Linked DNA regions of Gossypium arboreum: region 2 is linked to region 1. A link is a contact called in public Hi-C data. All regions are on one chromosome and are shown on one strand. Each heading gives the region's core, a stretch centred on a gene start, on an enhancer-like site or on the middle of the called end of the contact. The rest is flanking DNA. Distances are from core to core; before and after follow the strand shown.

Region 1 (3,476 bases), core at 571-3,070:
TATCAAACTCAAGTTAGATTAACAAGGAGTTCCTGCCACTTATTAATGAACCTAGACTTTGAAGGTTTAGACCAGGGATACACATTAACAAACATGTAGAGAATATGCAAAACAACAGAAAAAGTAATCATAATATCACCAGAATTTAAATATTAATATTAATATTAACAACAAACAGACCAAAACTCATAAATGAAATAAAAAGAAAAGTACATTTCTGAGGAAACAAAAAAAATAATTGCAAAACTTCAGCCAGTTGAGGCAGTAACATGGGGGCAGGTCAATTAGTAGTAAATAAATCATGATCTCGAATATTGTGAAAAGGAAAAGATTAACGAAAAAAACAGGTTTAGGCAATTTCGACGAACATGTTATTTTACAGCTTCCATATCCAGGCTTCAATTTTTTTTCAACGCTGAGAATGGACACTTGCCAGAGTGGTTAACTAGCAAAACAGTCACTCTATCAAAACCAAAAACAAAAGACAGCTCATTTGCAAGAAAAGTAAAGCATCAATATAACTCCTTGCAGGCGAAACAAGTAGAGTGTAGGAAATGCATCAAGACTTGATGCCATCAACAATAATAAAAGGGGCTGATATGATAAATAATCTATGAGGACTAAAACAATAAAAGAAAAAGAGGAGGGGGGGGGGGATAAAACGACATGGCCTCCCATGATTGAAGTGAATTGAATTAGGAATTCTTTACAGTGTACTCCACATAAAACATGTTGACATAACAAGCATGACCTATTTACAGATTGATAAGGTCGAGAAGGAAACCAGAGGCTCACAGAACTGAAGATCAAACTAAATATCGCAAAATCAAGAACTAGAAATTAGACAATTTAACTGACCACTCAGCCATCATGCAAGAGACAAAATTAACTGCTTTCGCTAAATACATTTGACAATGAGACGTTCATATTAGCTTTCGTCAAAGAGTCTGCTTCTACAACAGGATAAAATATGTGCTTTGTCAGACATTAAGAAAATCTAGCAGAGACAGATAAGAAGTAGCTAACCAAAGAACGAAAACTCGAGAAGAGTAAAACGAACATAGACACAAAATAAATGCCGCAAAATTAGAAGATACAGAGAAGAGCAAAAAATAGCCCACCGGGATCACACTGTTGGTAGAACTTATCAACATCTGCCAAAAATAACCCAAAGACATTACTTGAATTAGTTTGTAATTTTGAATATATATATATATACATACATAATAGCCATAACAGCAACAACGAAAGAAAGAAAGAAAGAGAGGCGAAGGAACCAGTGGTGAGAGCCTTAATCAAGCCAGAGCGTCTGCCCCTGAAGTCATTGAAGACCTCTTCTACCGTTCTGGGTATTGGGTGTGGTACCCCTTCCATTCCTTTTCTGAATTCCTGTTTAGATTTTTGCCCTCACTAACCCAATCTTAATGTCGTACTGGTACGTGGACCAAACAAACTACAAATCAAAGGAAAATCAGAATTAGGGTTTTCTGCTGGCTTTGTGAATAGAATTAGAGGTGGGATTGCGATTTACTTAAATTTTATATTTAATATAATATATATACTTTGTGAAAGAGAGCAGCACACGGATAACAGAAACTAAAAATTCCAATTTTAGAACGATTCATTGATGTGGCCCTCCTCTTGCAGCAACATTTTTACTCTTCTTTTTAAGCATACATATACCATTCCTTTTCCTACAATTTAATAGCCTACTCTCATCTATTCTCTTTTATATACTAATTTCTTAGTTATATTTTCTTTAATCATCTAGATGATTTACATTTTATGGAATGATACATACAGCACTGGTATGATATTTTGTTACATTACTTATACTTTATATATCATAAGTAGAAGTACCTGATTTTAAAAATATTTCAAGCTTAAATCTGTTTTCACACCGACTTGACCTACCCTTAAAACTCATTTTATTATTCTAAAATAATAAAATATTAAAATTTATATTTTTAATTCACATTTATATATTTTAATAATTAAATTTAAATTTGAACAACATTTTAATTAATTAATTTGAATTTAGGTGGGTCCAAGGTACAAAAATCTCTATCCAAGACAGACCCAAGCCAAGCTGAGCTTATCGGGTCGGCTGGGCTACCTAGCCCTCTTGGATAGGGGCCAAAATTTACGAATATTCCACTTTTTAAAAAAATAAATTAAGGTTTCTAGCTGGTTTTTCGCGTCCTACAATGTGTATTCTGACTTTTTTGACACATTAGCTTCTCTGGCCAGATGATTAAATAATAGTGGTGTTGTCTTTAAGCCTCGGATTCAATTTCTCTCTTACTTATATTTGTATTTTTTATTTCATGTTGTTTCAAACTTTTTTTTTATTTTTAATTAATGTTTTTAACACATTAGCTCATTTGGTTAAACAGTTATAATAGTGATTTCATCTTTTTTTTATTTCATGTTGTTTCAAGTTTTTTTATTTTAATTAATAAATATATTGTTTTCAATTTTTTTTTAATTCATATTTTTAATTAATAACTCTTTTATTTATAAAATCAAATAATTATTGAAAATATCATTATTTTTAATTATATAATATTTATATGTCAAATATTTATTTTCTCCAACTATGTTGTGGGTATGGTGATTTCTAATATTATAAAATGAAATAATGATTTTAAATATCATTATTATTTTTATATGTAAAATATTTCAAGTATTTTTATATGTGAAATATTCCAAATACACATACAAAAATATATAATATTAAAATTTACTATATTAGAAAATATGAACATCACATATATAATAAGGGTAATTACATGTTATTATTTACTATCATGATTTAGCCCAAATTAAAAGTGATCTAATTTGGTTAAGGTTTATTGGGCTTTAAATTATTAAATATAGTATGGGTCAGATATTAATGATGGGCTAATTATAAATTAGGGCTAATGTGCCAAAGTTATATATATTAGGGTTACGGTCCCAAAATTACATACAATATAACTGTTCTAATATCTCATCCTTAGGAAAGAGAGAGAAAATATTCTTTGAATTTTTTGTAAATATTCTTTGAATTTTTTGTGTGCTAATTTGAAAGATCAAATCCCTAAGATCCGAAAAAGCTTCAAGGAATTTATGGATTTAGGTACGCTTCCACATCTAGTTTTATTTTTGCTTTGTTCTTGATGATTTAACATGACAAATCCTGATTTATGATTTATTAAGTTTTATATCATATCTTAATTTATGATTCTAACATGCTAAACTCATTATGTGGATTGAAAATAAATGTTACACATATAAAAGTTATATCTATTAGAAATAATGATATTTGCAATAATTATTTGCTTTTATAAAATAAAAGAGTTATTATTAAAAATATGAATTAGAAATAAAAATTGAAAACAATATATTTATTAATTAAAAATTTAAAAAAACTTGAAATAACATAAAATAAAAAATACAAATGTGCTTAGAAGAGAATTTAACCTAGAACTCAA
Region 2 (3,476 bases), core at 477-2,976, 560 kb after region 1:
CAGTGGATTTTAAGATACTTACGAGGTACTACTGATGTCGGCTTACAGTTTGGAAGAACTAGAGATGGAGTCATTGGGTATGTTGATGCTAATTTTGCTGGAGACCTTGATAGAAGAAAATCTCTCACAGGTTATGTCTTTACAATCGCAGGTTGTGCAATCAATTGGAAAGCCACTTTGCAAACTATAGTCGCTTTGTCTACCACTGAAGCTGAGTACATGGCGATTACGAAGGCTTGTAAAGAAGCTATTTGGTTGAAGGGACTCTTTAGTGAACTCAATGAAGACCTTCAAATTAGCACAGTATTTTGTGACAGTCAGAGTGCCATCTTTCTAGCAAAAGATCAAATGTTTCATGAGAGAACAAAACACATTGATGTTCGGTATCATTTTGTTCGTGATATTATTGCTCGTGGTGATATAGTTGTGAGCAAAATTAGGACTCATGAAAATCCTGCAGATATGATGACTAAGTCACTTCCTATAACCAAGTTTGAGCATTGCTTAGACATGGTTAGTATTCATTGTTAAAGTTAAGCCCTTAAGGGGTTTTGTGGAAAAACTGGAGAACTTGTTCGTTGAGAGTTCGCAATGAAGAACTTGTTCGTTGAGAGTTCGCGATGAAGAACTTGTTCATTGAAAATTCGTGTCAAGGTGGAGATTGTTAGAATTAAGTGACCTGAATCCTTATTTAAATAAAATACAGTGGTAAAATAAAATAAATGAAGAATCCATATAGAATTACACTTCTTTTATTTTATTTTAGAATAAGGTTTTTTTAAACCTTATTAAACTCCATCTATTTTATATTAATTAGAACAAGGTGTTTCAGTCTTACTAGAATATGGCTTTACAAGCCTATAAATAGACATAGTCTATTCCTCTTGTATTTATTCGAATTCGACATAGTAAATTTTCTTCTCCTCTGCCTGTGGTTTTTTCCCGAAAGGGTTTTCACGTAAAAATTTGTGTGTTCTTTATTTTATTTTTTATTTTATTTTATTTTATTTTCACATTAAAAAACATGAACGTCTAATGAATCAACAATGTGTAAATTAGCCCTTATAATTTGGTACTAAAAAATGAATCTGCTAAAAAAGCTAAATTGTGGCATAAATGAACTCTTGATATTCTAAGGGGCTTATCATTAATAATGAAATAAGATAAGTACGTTTATCATTGAGTACTTACTGAGCTCTTCGAGCTCACGCTTTAGTTATTTAAGTGTTTAAATTTTGATTTTTCCGAGTAATCGTGATTCTAGCTTGGGAGCATCGCATCACTATTTAAGACTTAAGAGTGTAATGTATTTATCTTTTTTTGTCATTGGTTTAAGGACCTTGGTATGTAGATAAAGACAATAAGACAGATGAAATCTTGTATTGGTAATTGATTTGTAATTTCAAATTATTTTGTGTTCGTAATGGAGTCTTATTTTGTTATTTAATTTGAATGTGTTTATGGCTTTTGTATATTGAGCCTAGATGGTTTTAGAATTTGTTTTATAATTATTTGAAACTTGTAGAAATATATTGGTAGGTAGTTAGGGATGTTGTAGAATATAATTGAACTAAATTTTTTACTCCAAAGGTCCAAGTATCAATACATTGCTTAGTTGTTTTGGAACATTTGAGGATAGTGAGCAAAATGCAACAATACCAGTCCCAAGAAGTACCTACACTTCTCTAGAGGTACTTGTGCTCTCCTTCAGTCTTAGCCAGCCGCACTGTTTTGGCCCGTTCCAACTTTCGGAGGTCCATATAAGTCCCAAACACCTCCTATCTACCACCCCTAAACAACATCTAAATGATTTTAAGATGTCTTTGAAGCATCAAAATTTTTGTAAACTGGATTATATGATCTTATAAAAATATTTAAAGTATTGAAACTTTAAAATTTTTATTCATTTGTGTTAAAAAAAACATCTATTTGTACCATAAACCAGGACAGATAAGGGATGTTACAAACTCTGACCTTATCCACTGAAGCCTACCAAGCTAGTAGCCAAGGAAACAATTGTGCTGTCACAAAGTAAAACATAATCACATTAACATTTAGATTGGATGCCAGCGTGCAAGGTCATGTGCAAGTCTAGTTAACGTCTCCGTCCTTTCTACATTGCTTCCACTGTGCTATATGGTCCTAAACAAGTTGCCACATCTTTAGATTGTGTACGACCGTAGAAGCTACACCTTGGATCCTAGAGCTAATTCAAAAAAAAATTATAAGATTAGAAGCTTTCTATTCGTGGATGCTAGAATTTAAGTATCCCTATTTGGCCTTTTCTCATCGTCTTTTATGACCATGAGATCTGCGTTTTACATGATGTTTCCCCTCACGATCATCGGAAAAATCGATCTCCTCATACCTGTGCCTTGAGTGCCTACCCCTTTTTAGGTCTCGTTTATCTTTCAACTTTGCTTGATGAACTGGAGCATCTAGGAGTTCAGAACATTCAACCAAGTGTTGTGAACGCTTACTCTGATGATCATAATGTCTGCCCTTATTCCTCTCAGACCCATGATCACTAGAATTACTCTCATGAGTCCTATAGTCAGCATTGCCATAATCATCAGGTCCTAAAACTTCGTCCAGGTTTCCTGAGCTTTTCTGTCTATTATGATGATGACTTTCTCTGTCACTGACAGTACTCAACTGCTTTACAAGTGAATCTGAAACATGAATTTTGTTCTTGCTAGCCCCCCAATCATTCAGGGATGATTCTCTGATATAGTGTCTTGAGCTTTTACCACTGTCTCTGTCTCTATCCAACTGATCTCCATAATCTTCATGAATGCAGACAACACTGCCTCCATATTCCCCTTTACTTTGATGCCTTCTCCTTTTCTTGGTCTGACATTCTCTGTCTTCATAGACCCTGTTCGTATCAGCCAAGTATTCTGATGAATCACTCTGCCATTTTGAGTTTCTCTTAGCATGAAAATGGCTTCTAATTTTATCAGTATCTCTGGCGCCATCTATATCACTTTCTGAATAACCTCCATCAGAACTGGTATCAAGGATTCTCTCACTGTTTTGTTCCCGTTTTAAACTTGTCTTCTGTCGATCACATCTCCCATCTAAATCTTTTCTTTGTTTTCTATCATTATTCTTGCCCCTCTCCCTGGATATTGATCTTCTAGAGCGGTGCCTATCATGAATCAGAAAATAATGAGAAATAGAACAAACCTTAACAGATGTATCGAAATGGACTTCAAATTTAAACCAGAAGAATAAAATAAACCTAAGCTGACAAGCAGAAAATTTACAATCCAGACATTTTTACTACGGTTGACATGTAAGAATTTTTATTAGTAATAGACCAACAGAAAACATAAGACATAACATACAAAACCAAAGTTATGACTTATTGATACAATTAAAAATACGCACCTATCATCATCTGATTTTACCAGATGGTTAGGGTTCCTCAAATGCCCAAAATTGTCTTGCTCTCTCTGTTTCTCAAACTCAGC

The links. Hi-C and Micro-C count contacts between places; a contact is called where the count stands out from the background.
Region 2: a Hi-C map of leaf shows a contact between it and region 1, with 2.6 times the contacts expected there. The contact joins the enhancer-like site here to the promoter of LOC108453595 in region 1. A contact is called at or near these places in 2 of 5 Hi-C or Micro-C datasets (both in leaf).

What each region holds. Positions count from the first base shown.
Region 1 is chr3:77,163,215-77,166,690 of ASM2569848v2, forward strand. LOC108453595 (PHD finger protein ALFIN-LIKE 7-like) reads right to left here and starts at 1,821. Exons shown (of 6, transcript XM_053025756.1): 1 at 1,563-1,821; 2 at 1,278-1,453; 3 at 1,122-1,154. The coding sequence starts at 1,374.
Region 2 is chr3:77,724,930-77,728,405 of ASM2569848v2, forward strand. It overlaps LOC108452952 (zinc finger CCCH domain-containing protein 5), which reads right to left. Exons shown (of 9, transcript XM_017750771.2): 8 at 3,394-3,476; 9 at 1,874-3,151. The coding sequence ends at 2,287. Among protein-coding and RNA genes, the nearest start is that of LOC108452952, 15 kb to the right of the region's middle. Within about 2 kb of position 1,727, at least 1 of the 2 cell types and tissues checked has an H3K27ac peak or open chromatin away from gene starts, as enhancers often do. A contact at or near this core is called in leaf, where this site is marked.